Regions from separate parts of the Sus scrofa genome. Here region 1 is linked to region 2. A link is a contact called in public Hi-C data. All regions are on one chromosome and are shown on one strand. Each heading gives the region's core, a stretch centred on a gene start, on an enhancer-like site or on the middle of the called end of the contact. The rest is flanking DNA. Distances are from core to core; before and after follow the strand shown. Region 1 holds the start of SEC23A (protein transport protein Sec23A). Region 2 holds the start of PKM (poly [ADP-ribose] polymerase 6).

Evidence for each region. A called contact is a pair of places that touch in the nucleus more often than the background predicts.
Region 1: a contact with region 2 is called in a Hi-C map of liver, with 2.8 times the contacts expected there. The contact joins the promoter of SEC23A here to the promoter of PKM in region 2. A contact is called at or near these places in 5 of 47 Hi-C or Micro-C datasets (blood, embryonic fibroblasts, heart right ventricle and 2 more).

Annotation. Positions count from the first base shown.
Region 1 is chr7:61,111,880-61,116,487 of Sscrofa11.1, reverse strand. It overlaps SEC23A (protein transport protein Sec23A), which reads right to left and starts at 2,728. Exons shown (of 20, transcript XM_005666190.3): 1 at 2,535-2,728. It also overlaps the pseudogene LOC100154692.
Region 2 is chr7:60,970,920-60,975,833 of Sscrofa11.1, reverse strand. It overlaps PKM (poly [ADP-ribose] polymerase 6), which reads right to left and starts at 2,827. Exons shown (of 32, transcript XM_021099107.1): 1 at 2,580-2,827; 2 at 1-167. LOC102166620 (a long non-coding RNA gene) reads left to right here and starts at 4,113. Exons shown (of 5, transcript XR_001297909.2): 1 at 4,113-4,351.

The DNA.
Region 1 (4,608 bases), core at 1,479-3,978, 140 kb before region 2:
GGTTGCGAGTTCGATCCCTGGCCTTGCTCAGTGGGTTAAAGATCGGGCGTTGCCATGAGCTTGTGGTGTAGGTTGCAGATGCAGCTCGGATCCTGCATTGCTGTGGCTCTGGCGTAGGCTGGCAGCTATAGCTCTGATTAGACCCCTAGCCTGGGAACCTCCATATGCCGTGGGAGCAGCCCAAGAAATAATATAAAAAATTTAAAAAATTTAAAAAAAAACTGCTGAGTTTTGGTATAGTATCAAAGAACATGCACAATTATCTGAAAAAGGTATTAACCTATCTCTCCTTTTTCCAACTACATATCTATGGGAGGCCAGATTTCCTTCATATAATCCAACCAACATATTACAATAGATTGCACAGAGTAAATATGAAAATCCACCTGTCTTCTATTAAGTCAGCTTTTTTTTTTTTTCCCACTGGATTCTCAATAACGTTTAAGAGTATAAAGGGGTTCTGAGAATCACCTCCTTTGAACTCCAGGGCTTAATTCAAAATCAGAAAGCCTAGTAGAAAAAAGGCTCTATGAAACTGTTACACACAGAAGAAAACATTTACACACAGGCAATGGCCAGATTTAAGTTTTTACAACAGGTAACAAATCTAGATTCTAATTCTACAGCCTTACTTTTTCACCTCTCCTCTTCCTCACTCTTTTTCCTCTCAATATTTCTGCACTAAGATTACACTTGCTCATTAAATTACACCTATTCTATTTCTTACATTCTCGCTTTCCAGCAGGAATTTCAAAAACATCCAGCCTGTTTCTTCCTTTTTTTTTTTTTTTTTTTCTTTTTAGGGCCATACCTGTGGCCTATGGAAGTTACCAGACTAGGGGTCAAATCAGGGTTGCAGCTCCAGGCCTAAGCCACTAGCCAGGTCAACAAAGGATCCAGGCCCCAGCTGTGACTTATGCTGTACCTTGCAGCAACACTGGATCCTTAACCCATTGAGTGAGGCCAGGAATGGAACCTGCATCCTCGTGGACACTATGTGGGGTTCTTAACCCCTGAGCCACAAAGAGAACTCCCACCTGTTTCTTCTTAACTGGTCCAATTACATGGCCATGCAAAACATCTCCCCAACTTACCTCACCTTTCCAAGGGAGGATGGTATTATTTGATAAGCATATAATATTCCCTAATATTACATTTGTATAAAGCATAAAACCAAATAAATATGATTAAAACGCAGCCTTAACTTACTAGTCATTACACTTTTTTTTTAAAGTGGTACAAAACACAAAAGGCCATTCTAAAGAAATGCCTCATTTTTCAGTACAATTTATAATCACTGAGAGTTACTTTAGTTAAATAAAAAAGCATTAGTCACTTTAACCTAGCATATCAAATGTGTGCCCATATATTTTAAAAGGCTTTACCTATTCAATAATAAGTAAGAGTTTTTCAATACTTAAATGTTAGCCCTTTTGCACATACCTAAGTAAAAAAAAATCAGGTAAATTACAAGTAAAATTTGATTTCATTCCAATCAGATGTATTTGTTAATAATTAAATGTGCCTCTCCAACTCTCCTGTTCTAAAAATCCTCAATAAAGTGTCTTCAACTAATTCCCACGACTAGCTTTATTATATTAGACAAATAACCTCTATATTCCTCAGTTTCTCATCAATAAGGTGAAGGGTTTACGTTAGAAAACTACAAGGCCCTTTCTAAATCTAAAATTCTGAGCCAATTAAAAATGACTGAACTTCCAAAAACAACCGTCAATCAGTCCACTGGAGAAGGAAGACTTAACATGAATTTATGTTTAAATCTGAAACTTTTTAAACCAAGTTAATTTGGCTAGTTATCCACAGCTTTGATGAGTGGAACTTGACGTCCACGTGAAAACGTGAATTCAACATACTCCAGTGATTACATGCAGACTTACTATGGCTTTTCCTTTATCACCAAAACGGAAAAACACTTAGGGTCAGACTAAAATAATGACTGGTCCGATCTGAAAACTAAACTCTATTTCTAATCAAGGCACAAGGTGTTAGCTCTACCTGGCACTTTTCTCCTTATCCCCTTTAATTCCCAAGGCCAAACTACGGGTGACGAAGTCACCTCGGTTCAAAGTCTAGGGCTCTTTAGATCAGGAAAGGAATGAACCAAGAAGCCAAAGTACCCTGAAGCGGTGACGGGTGGGGTAGGGAAGGCAGATTGGCCCGAGCGGAGGGTGAGGTGCGAGGAGATGCCCGAACTGCTGCTTTTCACCCGGGACTCCCATCTTTCACACCTGATCCAGGGGAGCTGGGTGATGGGGTAGCCCAGGCCCAGGTAGAACTAAGCAGAGAGTGGTGGGTGAGAGGGTGACAGGTTCGGGGCTCAAGGCAGCCCCCGCCGGGCCCAGTCGCCGCCCAGCACACTCGCCTGCCCGAGGTACCAAGAACCGACACCACGCTTGAGACCTCCGCCCGCTGCCGACCCGCCGCCGCTCAAGCCGCCCCTCCCCCGCTTCCCACCGAACACCCGCGGCCCCCCAAGGGAGCCTAGAGGAGGCGGCCCTGAAGTCGAGCCTTACCACAAGGGCACCTGGTACAAGATCCGCGCCTGTCGCAGCCGCCGCCTTACAAAATCCGTCCTCTCCGCCGAGCCGAAGCAGCCGTGGCACCTCAATCAAGGCCGGCGCCGCCCCGCCCCCGGCCTCCGCGCAGAACCCTGCTGGACCAACATGGCTGGTGCCGCCTCTGCCACGTCAAAGGGAGGGGGAGGGGCGGGGCGAGAAGGGGAGAGGGGGAGGGGACGACCCTGGAGGCGGGGCGAACAGGCCAGAGAACAGCAGGGAAGGGTGCGGGACCCGGCCGGGCGGAGCAGCGCGTGGGGAGGGGATGGGAGGAGAAAGGGGAGGGGAAGAGGCGGGGACGGAGCCGAAGGGGCGTGGCAACCGTGACAAACCCGAAGGGACGCTGGACCCGCGCGGAACTGGAGCGCTAGGGTGGGGCTGCGCGGTGGCGCTCCTGTCCGCTCTGCCGGGAGCCACTGCGGATCCCACTCTCTGCAGGCCGCAAGGAGGTAGGAAGGAGCTCCTGTCGCTAGATCCTCAGTTCGCCGAGAGAAGTGGTGGAGTCCTGTGGGACACTCTCTCCTCTAGGTCCCTGGTTGGTTCCAAGAACCACAAGTTCGTTTTTTCACTTAGTGCAGCAAATGTTTACTGAACATCTGTCTACATTGGGCCAGACACAGTAGTGATGTTGGTGATATGACTCAGGCAAAACAGGCCAAAATCCCTGGTTTGCAAGAATTTGCATACTATTTATGTACTACTTAGGTATGCCTATTCATTTTACCACTTTCCTCCACTGCCTGTGTCACCTCTGCCCCTTACACACAGCCACACACACACTACAATGTTTCGCTGATTAATCTTGATGTGTTTTCTGCTTCTCACTCCACAAAAAGAATTGGGAAAAATGGGACAGGCAGAACAGGCTGGAAAGACATTCTAGCTTGGAGGTCTCAGGCAACCCCATCCTTCAGTGACTGGGTTCCTCACAAAATTGACTCTAGATATGACAACATCTAAAATCCTGCAAAGCTTAGCCCTATAAGCATTTTATGGAATAGAGAAAAAGAAGAATTTTTTTGTTCTTCAAAGCTTATATTTACAAGAAATAAGATACACGTCAAACATATATTTTTCTTTCTCTAAGCTTGTTTTGTAATGTAGAAGAGAATGAGTTTACTTGTCAAATTTTAGTACAATCCTGAAGAGGAAATGGGAATCAAAAACCAAAATTCTGGTAGGCCTGCAAATAAAGTGGGCTCCGGGTGCTTACCTTAATAAGGATTCTTAATTGAAAGTGCAGCAAGAAAATAGCTGTGGACGATGATATAAAGGTTGCATAAAGATGTTCACAAAAAGAAATATGGTCTAAGAATGAGTAGGGTAAATAGACATAGATGAGAGGATCCACAGGAGTCCTAGAATTCAATGAGGAATAAACCAAAGTATAGTACCTTTGGTAATTTCATTCATTTCATGATTCCCAGAAAAGTATCTTTGCCATTTAGGTCACTGAAGTCTAAGAAGTCATAATCCCTATGTTTTCATCTGAAAGAAAGGTTTTTGTTTGCTATTACAATGAAATAAATGTTAGGATGGTAACAAAATCATTAATATCTGTCTTTATGTACTTTAAAGTGAATGAGTTTCTCAGTGGTAACAAACACAACTAGTATCCAAGAGGATGCCGGTTTGATCCCTGGCCTTTCTCAGTGGGTTAAAGATATACCATTGCCACGAGTTGTTGTGTGGGTCGCAGATGTGGCTAGGATCTGGTGTTGCTGTTGTGGTGGCATAGGCTGGCAGCTCCAGCTCCGAGCCCTAGCCTAAGAATTCCATATGCTGCAGGTGCAGCAGTAAAAAGAAGGGAAAAAAAAAAGATGTGGTAATATAAGCAATGGAGTATTACCCAGTCATAAAAAAGAATGAAATAATGTCATTTGCAGCAACATGAATGGACCTAAAGATCCTCATACTGAAATGGAGTTTTAACTAAAGGACAACCCCCCTTGGCTAAGAAGGCAGCTGCAAGCCTTTCCAGCTGTGCTCATCACTATGCCACCCTTCTTGTAATAATGTAACAACTGTGTGC
Region 2 (4,914 bases), core at 1,578-4,077:
AGTGCTAGGCAGCACCCCTCCATACCACCGGATGAACCCAGGCTAACGAGATGGGCATTTAGGAGGCCACAAGGGAGAAGGGGGTGGGGATGATGTCGGGAGCTGACTGGAGATCTGCTGGAGAAGGCAGGCTCTGTTGTGGTGGTGGTAATAAGTCACTCGCTGTCCTATGGAAAGTAGAAAACAACTGATTTCATCCTCACTTAACAGCTAGGGGGCATATACACAGGTACACGTTAGCATATATTTTTATTATACACATGTAGGCACCTGCACATAAGAAGACATACTTGAATGCATGTACGCACAGTTCTTTAAAGATAATGAAATATGAAAGCACTATACAAACATAAGATACTACTGTTCCAATTAAGCTGGAAGGCTGGGATTGAATCACGTCCTTGCTCTAGTTCACAATGCTGCATCAAACCTCTGACGCCACAAGTGATGGTGGCAGAACCAGACGCTTATGCTACTCAGTCTAGTCAGTTCATTTTAGAATATTCTTCATAGTACCAACGCCCATCAGAAGCAGACTCTTTTGGAGTCTTTACCCCTGGTGATTTAGTCATAATCTCTTATTTAACACTAGCATCCCTCAAAGACATCATATAACAATCAGAGCCAAGTTAAAAAGTCCTCAACAACACTGACCATTCTCTGGTACTCATAGTCTGAGTTGTCATAGTCAAAATAAAGCCATGGACTCATCTTGGAACCCACTCCCCAATTAATGTAATAATGATCCAAAGAAATGCTCAGAAAAACACTAACTCCTAGCCCTTTCACAAAACTAAAAACCACTGTCCTTGGCCTTCTTGGCTCTACATTTATCTCAGTTTCATCCATCCCAACCTTAAAGAGAGATGTTCTTGGTCTGTAACATGGTTCTATTGAATCTTAGGTTACTAGATCCTTGGTTCTGTGGATCTGCAGAATCAATATCACCTGGGAACTTGTTAAAAATGTAAATTCATGGAGTTCCTTTTGTGGCTCAGCAGAAACAAACCCAACTAGTATCCATGAGGATGTGGGTTCAATTCCTGGCCACGCTCAGTAAATTAAGGATCTGGTGTTGCCATGAGCCGCAGTGTAGGTTGCAGACATGGCTGGGATCCCATGTTGCTGTGGCAGTGGCATAGGCCAGAAGCTGGAGCTCCAATTCGACCCCTAGCCAGGGAGCTTCCATGGGCTCCAGGTGTGTTCCTAAAAGGCAAAAAAAAAAAAAAAAAAGAGTAAATTCTCAGACCTCATACTGAAACCTACTGAACTAGAAACTTCAGAGATGGGATGTTTTAACAAGCCCTCCAAGTTATTCTGATGAATGATAAAATCTGAGACCACTGTTCTAAATCCTTGTGTGTTCCAAGGGCTTGTGGTCTGTTCCTCGGATACCAATTTAAACCTGGTAACTGACCCAGAATGGGGACCTAAAGCACAATGCCAGGGCAAACAACATAGCAGTCCTTCAGCCAACAGTGCTGCCTGACCCATTACAAACAAAATGCACAAGGAAACTGCAGCTGAAGTTCTTAGAGATGAAATGCTTGATATCTTTAAATATTCAAATCTTAATTTAAATATTTCCTTTTTTATTGTCTTTTTAAGGCCACACCTGCAGCATATTGAGGTTCCCAGGCTAGGGGTCCAATTGGAGCTGTAACCACTGGCCTACACCACAGCCACAGCCACGCCAGATCCGAGCCATGTCTTCGAACTACACCACAGCTCACGGCAACACCAGATCCTTAACCCACTGAGCAAGGGCAGGGATAGAACCCACAACCTCATGGTTCCTAGTCGGATTCGTTTCCACTGCACCACGATGGGAACGCCAAGATTTGCTTTAAAATACTATTCCAGCACAAATAAAATGGGGAACAGATGAAATGTTCAGATGAAAATCATAAAATGTTGATTACAAACGAAGCTGAGTGATAAGTACACAAGGGTTTGTAAACTCTCTACTTTTGTATATAGTTGGAAATTTTCATTCTAAAAAGAAAAACAAACAAACCCAGAGGCTACTTTCATACTTTTTAAGGAGTCTCCTATCAACTCTAAATGTGAAATGAAGAGTATCACTGAAACTCTCTAACTTGCTGTTCTTCCAACATATCAAGCATATTCCCACCACAGGGTCTTTGTGCCTGCTTGCCACTCTTCTTGGAATGCTTTTCACCCATATTCACTGGGCTTGCTCCTTTACTCTTTCAGATCTCTGCTTGAAGATCACCTTGACTATCCTACATAAAACAGTAAAATCACAATACACAACACACTAGCACTCTCCAAACCCTTTCCTTGCTTTATTTTTTCCTACAGCACTTACCACTCTATGACAAAATGTTTGTTTATTGTATTTACCTCCCATCAGAATGTAAGCTCTACGGTGGCAGAGGCTTTGAGCATTTTCACTGTCTGTACTGTCAGTCCCTCATAACATAGCTAATTGAATGAGTGAATGAATGAATGAACTGTGACCTAAGCCAAAGGGGAGATAAATACAAGAACCTAAACACATCTACACATAGACAAAACCATACAAAAATGATTTTAAAAAGCAAGACTCCATTCACCTTCAAGAGCAGCTGAGAACCAAACTATGAAGATCTGGGGTGGGGTTTGTGAGATTTGAAAATAAACAGGTGCTGATCTGGACGGTCTCAGAGGAACAAAGAGGGAGGCATTAATGTCCTGGATGACAATGGTGTAGCCCAGAAGTGCCAACTTTCTCAAGCTCTTTGCCACTGTGCCACTGTAGAGGTCAAGAAAGCTTAGTCTCTCTCCAAGGGCTGTTGCTGCTTGGTTTCTGCTGTTACCACAAGGAGAAAAAAGTAGTTCAGAGAGAATTTTTCCTGTCCAGTGAAGAAACAATTTAGAGACTACCATCTTTTTCAAACTAGGCTGTATATAACCTATTTTAAACTTTTCACACTACAGATAGAGTATGCAGGTGCAGGGACGTCAAGCAACTTGCTTAGGGTCAGAAGTATAATAGCGTACAGTGGAACTGGGGACTATAGCACATTTGTCAGATTCTAATGACATCCACTCTTCCAGTGATGAGATTACAACCCAATTAAGGGAGCTGTTAATGAACTAGTAAGAAAGACCTATTTGATTTATCTAAACGAGGTAATCAAGGGAACCCTTTCAAGAAAAGCCAAGTCAAATACTGACTGTATGAAGAATGCCCAGAGAAGGGTGTCAGCGCTAGAGAGCAGCTAACAAAAAATTTGCATAAGAATAGGCCAAAAGTAAATAAGCATCAAGTCCGGATCACAAATGTCCTGGCCTAGGTCCAAAAGCGCTTCTCCGCGTGACAACTTTGCATCTAGTCAAAGAAGCCTCCGATCTCAACGTTTGATCCCGGCTTGGCGGTCCTGGGAAAGAAGGTGACTCCGCTCTGCAGCGAAGTGCTCCTTTCAAAAAGCCTAGGCCATGGAACAAAGAGTGCGGGGGAGAACCCACCGCCCGGCGATGCCCGCTTCCCAGCGCTATCTCGTGTACCCGGCGGAAGAAGAGGCCGGGGTGAGCCCCCAACATTGGCCGCCACTCGTGCTTCCAGAACAGGCCCTCACTGAGGCCTCCCTTGGGGAAGCACTTAGAGCTCTTCTCCGGTTTCCCCCGGAGACCCCGAAGACACCCAACACCTGCCTCCCGGGGAAGAAGCTCTGAGCCCGATCTGTGTCGCCAGCCGCCCGGCCATAAGCGAAGCCTGTTAAACTCAGAAGGCCTCTCAGAGCCACCGGGTCCAAACCCTTCACTTCCTCCACCCTGGCCCCGCACCCTTCCCGCGGCTCGGCCGCCCCGCCCCGTCCCCGTGGCGGCCGCCCCACAAGCTGGCCTCGCGAGTACTCACGGCGACCCCGGGCCGCGCGCGGCCGCCGCTGAGGGGACGAGCGGCCCGGGACGCCCCGCGGGGGCGGAGCGGCAGGCCAAGGGGCGGGGGCCGGGGCCGGGCGGGAGAGGTCGCGCACCCGCACGCCTCGTCGTTCCGTCACGGCCGCGCTGAGCCACTCTGCGCACGCTCGCGCGGCGGGCACCGTGGCCACGTGGTCCGCTTCGGACCAACTGCCACGCGGCCTGCCCCTGGGCACGCCCCCGCCCCCGACGCCAGGCTTGAGGTGCCTGCGCAGTGGTTGCCGTTTGGGAGGAGGCACGGAGCAGGGGGGGCGCCTGCGCTGTGAGTCGGCGGCGGATGTGTAGAGAAACAAGAGGGGCCCTGAGAGGGCGGGGAGAGCCCGCTGAACCAGATGGTTGGGCGCCCCATGCGGTTGGGAGGAAGGAGCAGGGAAAGCACTCCGGAAGCCTCTTTGGAGCCCAGGCGGCGATAGAGATTGAGAAGGTACTCTTGAGACCCTCTTGACTCCAAGAATCTCTAGTTTGTAATACCTCAGGGTCTTTTAATTCTTAAGTTTAATTCATTTGCGCCCCTGGTAGCTGTGGTGTGCTGGAAAGCACTCTGGCCTTATATTCAGAAAATCTGGATTCACAACTTTCTTTCAGGACTTACTCTTTCAGCCTTGAACCAAGACTTTCACTTTCTAGAGTTTCCGTCAAGTCTTAATTTTCTCATCTGGGAAGTGGGGACAATAATACCTGTTTAATAGGGCTCTTGTGGTGAGGATGAAATGAGAAGGTATGTCGAATTGTATGAATGTGCATTTGACTCTTCATATTTTACAAAACAAAAAATTTATATGGTTCAGCCTAACACATATAAATGGAAGCTGTTGACTGGTTATTGTGGTTATTGACCTCAGACATGGCCAGACCTCCCTTCGTCCTTACCAGAATCAGGTGTTTTGGAGTTACTACATGCTCGTTTTTTCCATCAGCACTATTGGGGAAGGCTTATTGTCTATCTACTTCCCTCTTTTTAGCTAAACACAGCATACACAAGGAAGC